Regions from separate parts of the Mus musculus genome. Here region 2 is linked to region 1. Evidence: chromatin contacts called from public HiChIP or PLAC-seq data. All regions are on one chromosome and are shown on one strand. The core of a region is the stretch at or near the end of the contact, and the rest is flanking DNA. Distances in the headings are between cores, read along the strand shown. Region 1 holds the start of Tcea3 (transcription elongation factor A (SII), 3). Region 2 holds the start of C1qc (complement component 1, q subcomponent, C chain).

What was found. HiChIP or PLAC-seq counts read pairs in DNA pulled down with a chosen protein or histone mark.
Region 2: a contact with region 1 is called in an H3K4me3 HiChIP or PLAC-seq map of bone marrow-derived macrophages, with 2.4 times the contacts expected there. The contact joins the promoter of C1qc here to the promoter of Tcea3 in region 1. A contact is called at or near these places in 1 of 39 promoter capture datasets (hippocampal neurons) and 2 of 115 datasets of contacts at active chromatin or transcription factors (astrocytes and bone marrow-derived macrophages).

What each region holds. Positions count from the first base shown.
Region 1 is chr4:136,244,209-136,250,928 of GRCm38.p6, forward strand. Tcea3 (transcription elongation factor A (SII), 3) reads left to right here and starts at 3,749. Exons shown (of 11, transcript NM_011542.2): 1 at 3,749-3,909. The coding sequence starts at 3,841. Asap3 (ArfGAP with SH3 domain, ankyrin repeat and PH domain 3) reads left to right here. Exons shown (of 25, transcript NM_001008232.2): 25 at 1-2,365.
Region 2 is chr4:136,888,614-136,895,333 of GRCm38.p6, forward strand. It overlaps C1qc (complement component 1, q subcomponent, C chain), which reads right to left and starts at 4,301. Exons shown (of 3, transcript NM_007574.2): 1 at 4,231-4,301; 2 at 3,766-3,950; 3 at 1,189-1,986. The coding sequence starts at 3,949. The coding sequence ends at 1,430.

The DNA.
Region 1 (6,720 bases), core at 2,499-4,998:
TTGCTGGGTACTATGGATGCCACATGAATAGGACACACATCCCGCAGGTGCGGATCCTCACTGGAAAGCTGGGCTCAAGAACTGACTCGGAAGGAGCAGAGCTAGGTTGCAGAGGGATGGCTCTGAGCTCAGGGCCGGGACTGACCTCAGCTGGTCTCCTGTCTGGTCACTGCAGTTGTTACAGCCCAGTTCCGGTGGCCAAGGCCTGTGACTCCCAGTCTAAAGTATGCTCCATTAGAGGGCAGCCTTACCCTCCCTGGGGTCTGTACTGTGTCCCTCCGTCTGGAAGTAGAATATGACTCACCTGCCTTGATTTCACAGAAAGGAAAAGGATGGTCTGGGTTGACCTATCTCATTTCTCTCACTTTTCTCTCGATGAATTCAGAAGCCTGGGGGAACGAGGGATCAGGAAAGGAGAAAGGCGCTGGGAAGATAAGAGAAACTTCAAAAGTCTGCTTTCTAGGGCCAGAAATCCCACCATCGCTTAGTCCAATTACAAAGCCAGACCACCAACAACCATGGACAGCTCTGTTTCACACCTCCTTGGTGGTGGGGCCTGCAGGGGTGGGCCAAGCCGAACAGGGGAGGCCAGAGGGCACCAAGTGAGTAGCCAGCAGTGTGGCTAGGAATTGAACTGTGCACTCTGGAGGCTGCTGTGGTCCTTGGTCCTAAAACAGGATTGTTTCTGAGCCCCAGGTCAACTTGTGTTCATCTCATTCTTACTGTTTTACTTATCAAAGGATTCCTGGGGGAAGGGACGAATTCCCCTGGGAGACTCTTGGGACTTGGGATGCTTTCCCTGGCCAGGTTGGTAAAGAGTAGTGGTCAGAGAACAACAGGGAGTTTTGCCACAGGAGACATTTGGTGAGGCAAGGACTGGAGGGGGCATCGCTGAGCTCAGGGTGCCCTCAGCATCCTCCTTACAGCATCTCTTAATCTGTCTTGTGTCGTTGTAACGGAACGATAGAGGCTGGGTGCTTTCTACAGTAAAGAGTTTTCTTTGGCTTAGGGTTCTGGTGATTGGAAAGTCCAAACAGCATGCCATGAATGCCCTGTAAAAGGCCCCGTCTGTCACAACATCACAAAAGAGGAGAAAGCAAGCACTTATGTGCAGTAATCGCAATTTGCTTTATTTATAGAATCTCACTTCTGTAAGAACTCACTCCCTAGAGGCAGAGCCCCTCACATAATTGCCTTCCACTAGGCGCTGCCCCTTAAAGGCTCACTCACCCTTCCACATTGCCACACCAGGAAGGAAGAAAACACACTCAAAACACACCCACATGAGCCGGGCGTGGTGGCACACACCTTTAATTGCAGCACTCGGGAGGCAGAGGCAAGCAGATTTTTGAGTTCGAGGCCAGCCTGGTCTACAGAGTAAGTTCCAGGACAGTCAGGGCTACACAGAGAAACCCTGTCTCACAAAAAAACAAAAAACAAAACAAAAAAAAAACCCATACCCACATGGTATGGTTTATCCTCACAGCAATGAACTAGCCAATCCAAAATGTTGTCAGCAGCCAGGCTCAGAACCCCTGGTGTGCAGGAAAAGCACACTGGGCCAGAGCCTGAGGACCTGATTCGTGGCTCACCCATGGTCCCGACCACACCCCCTCTTGGTTGCCCTGAGATGATGAGTTGGGTAATGGAGTTTGTGAGGTGAGCCCTGAATGCATAACAAGGGGAGAAATGAAACAGAAAAGGTTTGTCAGCAGTGAAGGACAGAGAAGAAGGCTGTTGGGAAAGTGCTTGCCATACAACACGCAAGGTTGAGGATTTGAGTTCGAATCTGCAGGGCTTATGCCAAGAGCTAAGTACACAGTGTCCTCCCAGACTCCTGGCTCTGTGGAAGCAGACCCTGGAGGATCCCGGAAGCCTGCTGGGCAGCTCCAGGTTCAGTGAGAGACCCTGTCTCAAAACATAAGGAGGCTAGCAATTGAGACCACCACCAGTCTCTGGCTGCCTGCCTCCTGCCGAGTACACACACACACACACACACACACAAGCATAAAAGACGCTGGCACAGCTGCACACATCTGTAATTCCAGCATTCTGGGGACTGAGGCAGGGCCATAGTGAGTTAGCAAATACCTTTGCGCTGTCCCTTTGAGAGTAAAGAATGGGGTGTTTACCACCGATGGTGAAACCCCTCTGAGGGTATCAGTTCCCTGTCTGCCCCCCCCCCCCAAAGCTCACAGGGAAATAAGACAGTTGTGTGCATCTTTGTGTGCAGGTGACCTCTCTCTTGGACAGGTGGGCAGAAGGGATACAATGGGTACCAGCAAATGCTGGCTGTACCGAGGAGGCGGCCTCCCACTTCCTGAGATTGACTCTTCTATTTGCATAATAAAGTCTGACGCGTTTTCTTAGGGTCCTTCAAGCTTCTTTTGGCCAAGAGGCCTCCCAGAAGCTCCACTGAAGAAAAACCTGGCTTTGGCCACATGGTGTTAAGGCCCCGCCCTTCCGGACCCATCCCGGACCTCTCCACAACACTCCGCTATAGCCAAGGACTTTTCAGCTCCTCCCCCGGCCACCTCCTCACCTCCCCACCCCCTGCTGACATGTCAGTGATCCCCAAGCTTTGTTCTCTGAGTGCTCCAGGAGAGCCGTCTGGCTCAGGACGCTAGAAATACCTGGAACACAGTAGGAGCTCAGTAAATAGAATAACCGCTTGCGGCCTGACCGACTACACAGACCTCCCCCTCCCCCAAACTTCCATTCTGCCTTTTGAGGCAATAAATTTCACTTCTTGGGACGGGGATGAGGCCCCAGCTGGGCCTTACACTTGCCCTCTCTCCCTCCTCTCCCCACCCCAGCTGTGAGGAATACAGTCCTCTTTAATGGTTATTCTGCCCAGCCTGCCGCCCCTGAGATTTTTCTTGCTAGTTGACTGGATACCGTTTGTCGAATGAAAAAAAAAAAAAAACAAAAAACAAAAAACCTTGACCGTCATCACACTGCAGCAGTTGGGAGACAGGTGTCCACAACAGGCTCCAGACTTGTTTCTCTGAGGTTATCTCAGAAAGTTCCTTCACACACTGTGAGCCCTCTTCTGCCCCGCTTCAAATCAGAGACCCTCGCAGAAAGGTCATTTTCTGTCAGGAGGGGAACTAGGTCTTCAGCGAATTCTTGGAATTACCGCTCGCGAGCCGAGAGTGGGAGGCAGAGTTATTCCCTCCACCCCAAATTACTCTTCCAAGCCCACCCCCTGTGTACCGGAATCACCCAAAACTTAGTCTTTCGGAGCGTGGTCCCGATACCCCTTTGAGAGGTTGTTAGAAAAAATAAAGACTGGCCGGCAAAGGGCTCTGAGTATACCTCGCGAGTACGTGTACGGCACAGGCCTTGGGCGCACCAAGGAGCCTACCTAAGTTAGGGCAGAGCTGACGTCAAAATCTGCACCAAGATGCGATGAATTCACCAACTTTCCCAGCTTGGGCATAGCTCCCTCTGGGAGCGCAGTGATGCTGAGACCCGGCAGCTCTGTACTTCCCACTGCTATGCTGACACTCATCACCCCCGAACCCTCATGCTCGAATCTCCCTGGAGCCTGGGGCACCCCTAGGAGAGTTGGAAGAGAAGAGCCCCTTCTTCCAGATTGGTCCTCCCCTCCCACTTACACACCCCCTGAGGCACGACCCGCCAGGCTCAGGCAATCTTTGCCCGGGCAGTCCTTGAAGTCTATATTTAGTGCCCGCCACCCCTCCCCCCAGCGATGGGAGGGGCGCGCCCCGCCCCCTCCCGGCTCGAGTGTCCGGTGTGTTTGCGGCCCTTGCGGCTCGCGCCTTGGCGCCCGCTGCTGCCCTGCGCCCCTAACCCCGCCGTGCGTTGTGGACCAACATGGGCCTGGAAGAGGAGCTGTTGAGGATCGCCAAAAAGCTGGAGAAGATGGTGTCCCGGAAGAAGACGGTGAGGCTGCAGAGTTTGCAACGCAGCCCCCGGGCCACGGAGGCAAGACTCCCCCAGCTATGGGCTTGGTGGGCGTGCCGGCCCTGTGCCCGAAGGGAGCGCGCGGGTCAGGGGACACGGGACTGGGGAGGAGTTGCCCGGCAGGGGGTCCCCCGGCTACTTGCTGGCCACTTTAGGATGGGCATGTGCATGGCCAGGTCTGGAGGGGATCGTACAGAGTCCCCTAAGGCGCGCGACTGTTGCAAGTCACTGTGGACGGGTTGGGTGCGCTCCTGGGCAGCTTGCGCGGAGCAGAGAAAGAGCAAGGAGAGACACAAACCCAGGGGAGGACATTTAGGAGTCTGGGGGTTCGGGATGTGCGCTAGGCCCGGGGAGCTGCAGGCGCAGCGAGAACTGGAGGGGCACGTTTTGGGTGACTTCAAAAAGGATCGGAGAACTTCGGGCTGAGAAGGGGGCGCCGAGCCTCGTTTGCACACCCCAGGAGACCCGAGCGAAGGGCGGTGACTGAAGTGCCAGGAGTTCTGTTTGCAACTTTTTCCTTGGCCGCGGGATGGGGCCCTGGCGGGCGGAGGTGAACAGGTGCGGGGCGGGGGAAGGAAAAGATGGGGCCTGGGCTGGCCCAGAGGGGGAGGTGCACGAAGGAGAACTGTGGCGGGAGGTGGGGGTCCGCAGCCCTGGTCGCCCGAGGGTCCCTGAGCCCTCAGTCCGGGTAGCACCGAGCTGGATCCAAATGGAAAGTTAATGTTTGATCTACCTAGCGATCTTTGCCTCAGGCTGGAAGCTGGCGACTGTGCCAATTCTAGAGGGGCGTGGACTGAAAGGGAGAAGACCAGGGACCCTGTGAATGAGGCCCTCCATGCTGACTTGCCGCGGGGTCCTTTTCTTCTACATAGTTTCTAGCAACGAGTTGCACCAGGACCTGCATTGCCAGGACATTCCAGGAAAATTGGAAAACTCTGGGGCCCAAAGAGAGGTTTCAGACCCGGGATGAGTGACAGGCTGGAGCAGCCAAGGAGTGTTAGGCTTCCTGAAATTGTTACCTGGTAACAATGAGAGAGATGGTGGTGTTGGTAAAATGGTGAGAGGCTGAGGCTGCGGTTTCTTTGTCTGTAAGAGGATGGATTGCCTGGGGGAAGAACATGGGGGCGGGGAGGCAGTAGGGAGAGTTGAGAGTGAGTGAGATAGGACTGGAGGTGACGTTAAAAGATGCCTCCACCCGTCACCTGCCGAGCTTCGGCGGCACTTTCCTTTGGCTCCCAGCCCCGACTGCGAGACTGCGCTGCGCTAGGCTTCCCCCAATGTCGCCAGAAAAACCTAAACTCAAGTCACAGGACATTCTTCCAACTAAGAACCCCAAACTACATGGTATTTCGGGTAGACAGATTGTCTAAGCCTAACCCCCTTGCTCACCCCAGATTTGGGCCAGTAAAGGAAGCCTGGGCTTTGGGCTGAGAAGGATTTGGGAGTAGGAGGAGGCGCTAAGGAAGACAGCCAGGTTGAGAAGATTAAGGGGACTGCTCTGGCTTCCCTCTTAATCCGTTTACACTCCTAGGCTAGCTATTCTACTCTCCTCTGGACCTCAGTTTCCTCTTCTGTGAAATGGGAAGAGGAAATAGGGCCTCTTGGGAGTGGGCATCCCAAGTAGTGCCAGGACAGTCTTCAGGAAAGCCGAATGGTTGGCCACAGGATCCTTACAGGGCACAACTGTGTAGAGTCACAATTGTGTCTGGAGTCTGCGCCTGGGCTCTAGCAGGGTTTGTGTAGGCACAGAGCTCTGGACTTCTGCCTGAGAAAGGCGGGCCTGGACCGAGAGTGAAAGTGGGCCTGCCCAGTGGTGGTTAGTCCAAGAAGGCATACTTCCTGCAATAAGACAGATCCTCCACGTAGCAGCGCAGGGCTGGAATTTGTTTATTCAGTGACTTGGGGCTGTGTCAGATACTGTAAGCATGCACCGGCTAAACCGCTTGCAGGAGACAAACACACACCAGCTAAGTGCACACTAATGACACATCAACAGAGCCACACACTGCTATCTAGCAAGCAACTTCTATTTGACGGCATGTGGGCTGTGGCTCCTGACACTAACAGAACAGGCATGACGCACATGCTCTGACAGTTTCGGTTAAAGCAGGTAGATACCCCACCACCACCACCAAAGCCGATAGCACGATAGCACGGCTTCCCTGGGAAATGCAAAGCCAACAGGCTAGTTTATAGTTTCAGACATCATCGCTTGGGAACAAACAGACACAGAGGGTCCTGAGCTGCGTCCTCACTTCTCCACACTGGCACCAGAGAGTGTCTTTGCCACACAGTGAGAGAAGCACACGTAACAAGATTGGCACACGGCTTTATGAGCCCACCATCTTCAGCACAGGCTCACGGGTGCTACATTCCAGTTATTCAAAGACGTGTACCCGGTGGTGAACTGCAAATGATTTCATGCTGACTATGGAATTTTCAGGATTTTAGGGAACTGTTAAACACAGACTTTAAAAACAAAAACGTCAGTTTGCTTATAGTTAAAAAGGACTCTTTGCACAGGGTCTCCCCTGCCAGTTCTGTCCCACTACTATCAGGGGTCAGTAAGATGGCTCAGTGGGTAAAAGTGCTTGCAATTAAACTGAATTTAGAACCTGTGGTGCACTGGGCAGTGGTGGCACACGCCTTTAATCCCAGCACCTGGGAGGCAGAGGCAGGCGGATCTCTGTGAGTTCAAGACCAACCTGGTTTACAGAGCAAGTTCCAAGGAGAGACAGGGCCACACAGAGAAATCCTGTTTTGAAAACCCAATCTAGGGTGGGTGGATAT
Region 2 (6,720 bases), core at 3,051-5,550, 640 kb after region 1:
CCCAAGTGCTGGGATTAAAGGCGTGCGCCACCACGCCCGGCTCCTAGTTCTGTTTTAAGTCAGTCTTTAGGTTGACTCTATATACAACCAGACTCGGAAACTGAGCTCTACAGAGTCCTGAGTTTGAGTTCCAAGTCTATGAAAGGTGCTGTGGGGACTCATGGGGGAGTCAGGTCAGGCTTCATGGAGGAGGTGATCTTGGTAGAAGGACATTGTCCAAGTTGTGTGGGTGGGTCCTGTAGAATGCAGGGACGGAGAGGATAAAATGACCTCTTGCAGAATGAAAAGACCAAACTGGACACACAACACTCATTCACCTGAACTAGAGGCAATTGATTGATTGATTGATTGGTTGGTTGGTTGGTTGATTGATTGACTGATGTCAGGGATACACACTAAGCTGCTATACTCTGCCACTGAACTCCATAAGCCTCATGTGACAGGGTGAGATCCCAGCTGGATAGGACTGGTTCTCCCAGACTGAGGGGACCTCTTTCATACCGCTCTGCCCCAGACAGTTACACTTCATGATTTTTTTTTTAAGTTTCATTTTTAATTGTGTGTGGGGGGGGGGCACTCCATAGCAAGGGCAGGTGCCTGTGGAGTCTGGAAAAGGACATCAGATCGCCTGGAGTCACAGGCTGCTCATTGTAAGCTGCCTGACTGGGGTGCTGGGGCCTAAACCCCAGTCCTCTGCAAGACCAGCACGTGCTCGTTACCACTGAGCCGCCCTCTCACCTGACAGCCGCACTTTGGGTTTTCTGCCAGCAGGTACCCACGGTAGGCCTCCCTAGTCCTCTGAAGGCTGCGGTGGCCAGTTCCTGCCATCAGGAATCGCAGCCCAAGCCTCACAGCTTGTACAAACAGCCATGTTTTGGACAGCCTCTTGGGGTGCCTGGAAGCTGTGCATCAGACATGTGGGGTGCCTCTCTCTGCTGTCCACGAATCCACATTCATCTCAGAACATGAGTGTGAATATTAAACACCTGGACACAGGAGACGGACTCGCACACTAGCTGCTACCGGTTTCTATTGGCTCATTCATTTCTTCTGTTTTTAGTCCTTAACTTGCTCATTTCAGCAGTCATTAATTCACTCCAAATCATCCCTTCACTCGGCACGAACACCCACAGATGCAAAACTACACACTTCAAGTTCGAGGTCTTCAAGTGAGAAACCCGTGCCAGGCGTATTTAGTGATCTATTTATTTCTCTATCTCACCACCTGAACAAAAAAATAGTCTCATAAGGTATTGATAAATGGCCACAGGAATAATACCATTAGGTGGTTCCCAGAGAAACTCTGAGGAGATACAGGGCCGATGGATCAGGAACCAGGGTGGACTTCCTGGAGGAAGAGGTCTGAGTGAGGATGGGGAAAGCAGAGGGAGCGAGGTGGGTGGCTGGGGGCTGGAAGCAGCCTGCCGTTCTAGTCGGGAAACAGTAGGAAACCAGAGAAGACGCTGTTGGAGCCCTCTATGCCCACCATGCCATTGTAGTCATTGACTGATAGCCACACCTCATCGCCCCTCTGGAGCCGCAGGAGGACTCCTCCGGAGCTGACCTGCTTGCTGTTGAACATGTGGTCGCAGAAGCTGGCCACCCTGGCAAGGTTGAGGTTCAGGTGCACGCACAGGTTGGCCGTATGCGATGTGTAGTAGACGAAGTAGTAGAGGCCCGGCACTTCACAGGTGAACTTCCCTGTGCTTGGGTTGTAATGCCCCTGAGGGTTGGTGACCACAGAGTTGAACCTGACGAGGGCGTTGGCCTCTGGGTACTGGGTGGTCTGCCGGGTGACTGTGAATACCGACTGGTGCTTCTGTTTGTATCGGCCCTCCACACCTGGCTCCCCCGGAGGCCCCCTGGGGCCTGGGTCCCCTGGCAACCCTGAGGTCCCCCTGGGGCCATTTTTCCCACGGTGGCCAGGCATGCCAGGCTCGCCCTTCTGACCCTTGGGTCCTCGGGTCCCAGGGACGGCTGGGATTCCTGGAGAGAGAGCAGACAGGAAGGACATGATAGGGCAGAAGGCAGGAAGAGGGACCCTGAGTGGGTCCGGCAATGACCTGTAGCCCATACTTTCCAGATAGCTCTGCCCAGGTGGAGGGGACAGGACGGGGGAAGGGACTCTGCTGTAAGTCCTGTGCTTGGTCTATCCCTGTCTCACTTTGGAATCTGAGGTGGGAGGGTCGAATTTTGCCTCTGCCTGATGATCTTTCTCCTTCCCCTTTAAGGACTCTACTTATTTTTTGATATATAACTCCAGTTTCCTCTTCCAGGAAGCCCTCCTGGACCACCCCTGCCTGTCCCCTCTGTGTGAGAAATCCGTGAAGATTTGTCTTGTGACATTCTCAACAGCTTGTGGACCTTTTACGCTCAGGCTAGATAGTCTGGAGTCAGAGCCTCCTCTCACTCAGGAGAGGTTCACTGAGGCGGGACAGTCACTGAGGTTTTGAGACTGCTACTGAAACCGTGTGTCAATGAAACCAAAGCTAAAACAAAGAGAAAGAAACAAGAAGAGAGGGTGGGTTCAGGACCCAACAGATCTCAGGCTGTGTGACCGCGGGCTGGTGGTTTCCTTCTATGAGCCTCTGCTTGTTCTGAAGGCTGAGCACAGGTTAGGCACATGGGAAGCAGTATGCTGTGGTGTCAGGGGCTGGCGATGACTGAGCAGGGCTATCTCAGCCTCCTCATGGGGACAGGGCAGGATAGTGACAGTGAGGGGCAGCAGAGCAACAGTCACTGTGTGGCTCTGAGCCAGTCAATTGCTTGATCTCTCTGGACCCCAGTTTTGACATTTGCAAAGTAGAAGCAAGTCATGGATCTAAGGGTTTATCAGCTCTGGGAGGTGAACCTATGCAGAATGCTCAGAGCCAAACCTGGTGGCCGGGGGACCTCAGAAAGCTCCTCTGCCAGCCTATGTACAGGGTCCCGTAAAGTGCAGCCCAGGGGGGCTCACCGGCTCCCCTCTAGTGAGTAATTCCTTCCAGGGTCGCAAGATTTCATTTGGTGGCTGGGAGGAAAGAGGCCAGTATGGACATTCTTTTTTTTTTTAGGGCGCTTTCCATTAGCCCCCTGTCTCATCCCTCTGTCCCCGAAGTCCCCACGAGTTCTGCTCAGCCCTACTTACCCTCCCTCATGCCCAGACTCCACTGATCTCCCAGGGAAAGCACCCACACTCATAAAGGGCCACAACACCTGCCCTCCTCTCTTCCCTAACCCTAGCAGCCCACTCCTTTCCTTGGCCTGCCCTTCACACCATGACACTCGTGAGAACACCCTGGGTGTGGTCCTGACCACCCTGCCCCTTGCATCCTGATTGACAGAGACCATCACACCTGCTAGGTGCTTAATTTTGTCATCTATGTAAACGTGTTCAAAGCTGTGACAACCTGAGAAACAGGGATTGCAGCACCCATTTCACAGACGTGCAAACTAAGGCACTGTGGGGTTAAAAAAAAAGTTGTGTAAGCTGATAAAGAGGGAGGTGGTGGACTTGGCTTGGTTTTGACCCTCCCATAGGTGCCCCGGCAGTGTGGGCCACCTTCCCTAAGCATCCATCTGTAGAATGAACAGGCTGTCACCTGCCTGCAGGGACAGAGGCTCCTCTTTATTCCCTTCTACAGGATAAGGCAAATGAGGGCAGCATGCTGCAAGGTCACCAGAGTCAGTCTGGAGGCTAAAGTCTGAACTCTGAGGACCTGCAGAAAGAGAGGGCTCTGCGCTTCCCGCCCCAAGGCCAGCCTCCATCCAGGCAAGCAGACTTACCTGGCTCTCCCTTGGGCCCCTGGAGTCCATCATGCCCGTCCTTCCCAGGGGCCCCCGGCATGCCTGGCATCCCTGGGATCCCATAGCAGCCAGCGCTGGCCTGGCTCCTGAGTGGTAGGGCCAGAAGAAACAGCAGCAGCAGGCAAAGTCCACATGGAGGCTGGCAACTGGGTCCAACGACCATCCTGAGGAGGGGCGGGGGTGAGATGGAGGAACTGGTACTGAATTCTCCCTCCCTCTCCTCATTGCCCCGTCCCCTTCCGTAGCCCTTCATCCTGGGGAGTCCACATCCAACCACAGATGGCTGGATGGATGATGGACAGATAGGTAGTGGGTCTCTTCTAAGGTCCAAGCCTTAGAGAAGGCCTATCCCAGCAAACAAAGACACCCCTAGTCCTATGGTTCAGGAGGGTACCTGAGGGGAAACCACAACTCGCTCGCACTGCAGCAGGGTCCCAGCCTCACCTGAGGGTGTAAGGGACTTCAGGCCTAATCACAGAGACGTCCTGTTCTCCCAGACAGGAACATACTGTTTCAGAGCTGTGAGAGAAGAACCGCCCAGAGCAGGGAGAGCCCCCTCCCCCACAGCACCCTAACCCTACATCCCCTTTCCAGAAATTTTCCCTGACTTGACACTTTCTTTTAGGTTCTGATCCAGGCTGACCACAGTGATATCTCTACCCACCCCTTCCTTCCCTGGCCCTAGGTCATGTGTGCCAAAATGAGGAAGTGTCTGCCGTCCCTTCATCCTGAGAACACCAGGGTGTGTGTGTGTGTGTGTGTGTGTGTGTGTGGTGTAGACCTGAACCCAGGGCACAGCTGTCCCTAGGGGCAGGGTGATCATTCTATGGCATCCTCCGTGCTTGAGAATCAATGGCCTTCTATCTCCCTGAGATGAAGTTACAGCCCCTCTTCCAGAAGAGGAAACTGAGGCTTGCCCTAAGTCACACACTGTGCAGTTGCTGGGTGACCCCTGTGTTCAGCAGCTTTCCAGAAACAAGCCTCGCATGAAATTGTCAAGTGGTGGGCCTTAGTCTAGAAACATCCATGTACCCATTCCAGTTGTCAGGCTCAGGGAAGGGTGCCAGGGTGAGCTTGCTTGGCATGGGTGCATCAGAGACAGAGCCTCTGCTTTTCCTTCTTGCTGGTCTCTCCCTGACCAGGAGACGCAGTCACTGCCCCGCAGACTGATCTCCCCACTGGATGTAGGAATTCCAGAGACCTGATTGGCACTACCTCTTCTTTTGCTAGGCCCCCACCACCTTGATGGTTTTTCTACCCCCTTCATCCTGCCCCCACCTTGTCTCTGGTCCTGGAACTTGCAGTGGTCAGGCCAGGCCTCTTCCTGACTCTTTCCTCAAGTGGAATTTATGGGATGAAGGCAGATTGGGGCAGTAGGATAGCCCAACTTAATGCTCTCATTACCTGGATTTGGGGTTGGGCTGGGGTCCTGTGTAGGGCATTGGGGAGGGAGCTACATCTAAGCCAGGCTCTCTACACCCTGCATATGCTACATCCTGACCCACACTAGCAATTCAGGATACCTAGTTGAGCAGCCCACAGGGTCTTGCTCTTTCAGTCCTCCTGACTGTCCCTCCACTTGTAGCCCAGGATATGCTATGTGGCTAAGGTAAGGGTGAGGGACTGGGAGGAGCCGAGCGTGGTGGGCTCTGTATTGTGAGGTGGTAGTGATGAATCCCTTGCTCTTCGGTCTTGGGCGCCTCTGTGCCTGGCCTGGCTCTTCCAGCAGGTGTCAGGCTCGGTCCGTGCTCAGCCTTCTCCACCACGCCCACCATTCTGCCAGGCTCAGCTTCCAGGTTCAGAGGAATTGCGGGTTTTCAGAGTGTCTGGAATGTAGGTTAAGGAAAGGTTCCACACTCTCCACTTACTGGGTCAGGCATGACCCCACAAAGTGACAGGAGCTCTCCACTTTGAGGCCAGACAGCCTGGCTTAGCTGTAGATCCCCCACCTTCCAGCAGGGTGCCTTATGTCAGGGAGCCTCAGTGGCTGTTTTACACTTTGTTTTGAAAGCCAGTACACGGGGTCCCCAAAGTCAAAGTCTTTCCCAGCCTGTGGAGGTGTGCATTCAGGCATGGGGGGAGGGGGGGCTGAGGGATCAAGAAGAAGCCAAGAAGGAACTCTGAGGATCATGTGGTGGCTTGGAGTTGAGGGGGGTCTAATCTCCCTGGAGTGTCTCACCTCCTCCTGACCCCAGAGGCTCTCGGCTGCAGTCACAGGGCATGATGATGTGTGTCCAAATGTACCTGCAGGCCATGTCAGGGATGACTCTGAGACCAGGTGCACCAGCCAGTGAACAGGAGGGGGGAATAGTCCCCGACTGAGCTGTGAGCACATGGGGGTTAGTGTGGGAGGAAACACAGGCTTTCGTATTCTGTGCATGTGGAAATGTGCACATCCATTACAACTGTGCATGTCTGTGTGTGCATGTGTGTGCGCCCATGTGCCTGGATGCATGCGTGTGTTTGGAGACGTGACTAGTGTGTACCTCCAAGGCTGTACATAGTGTTCTGAGAGGAAGTCCCTGAGCCCATGTTCTGGTGAGGAATGGGTGAGCCTCAGCCCACATGGGATCATGGTAAGTCTCAAGGGTAGTGTGTATGTGAGCAGGAGACAGTGTATGTGTGATTGCTGTGAAACTGTGTGTGTATATCTCCATGTGTGATTGTGTTTGAGCCTGGGATTGTGGGAATGCACTTGAGCACCCAAGATCCTCAGTTGTCCCCACCCCACCCCCAGGGCTGCTAAGCAGTCAGGTGACAGCAATCCACTCTCCATGTCTTCCTGGAAACCAACCGCTCAGGAAATTCAGCTCTGGGAAAGACTGCTGGGTGTCCGAGAGAGCCACTTGTTTGCCCTCTCTGAGCTAGGCTGCAGAAGCACCTGTGTGGTTTTGTCCAAGGATAACTGGGAAGACTGGGAGGGTATTGGTCAGC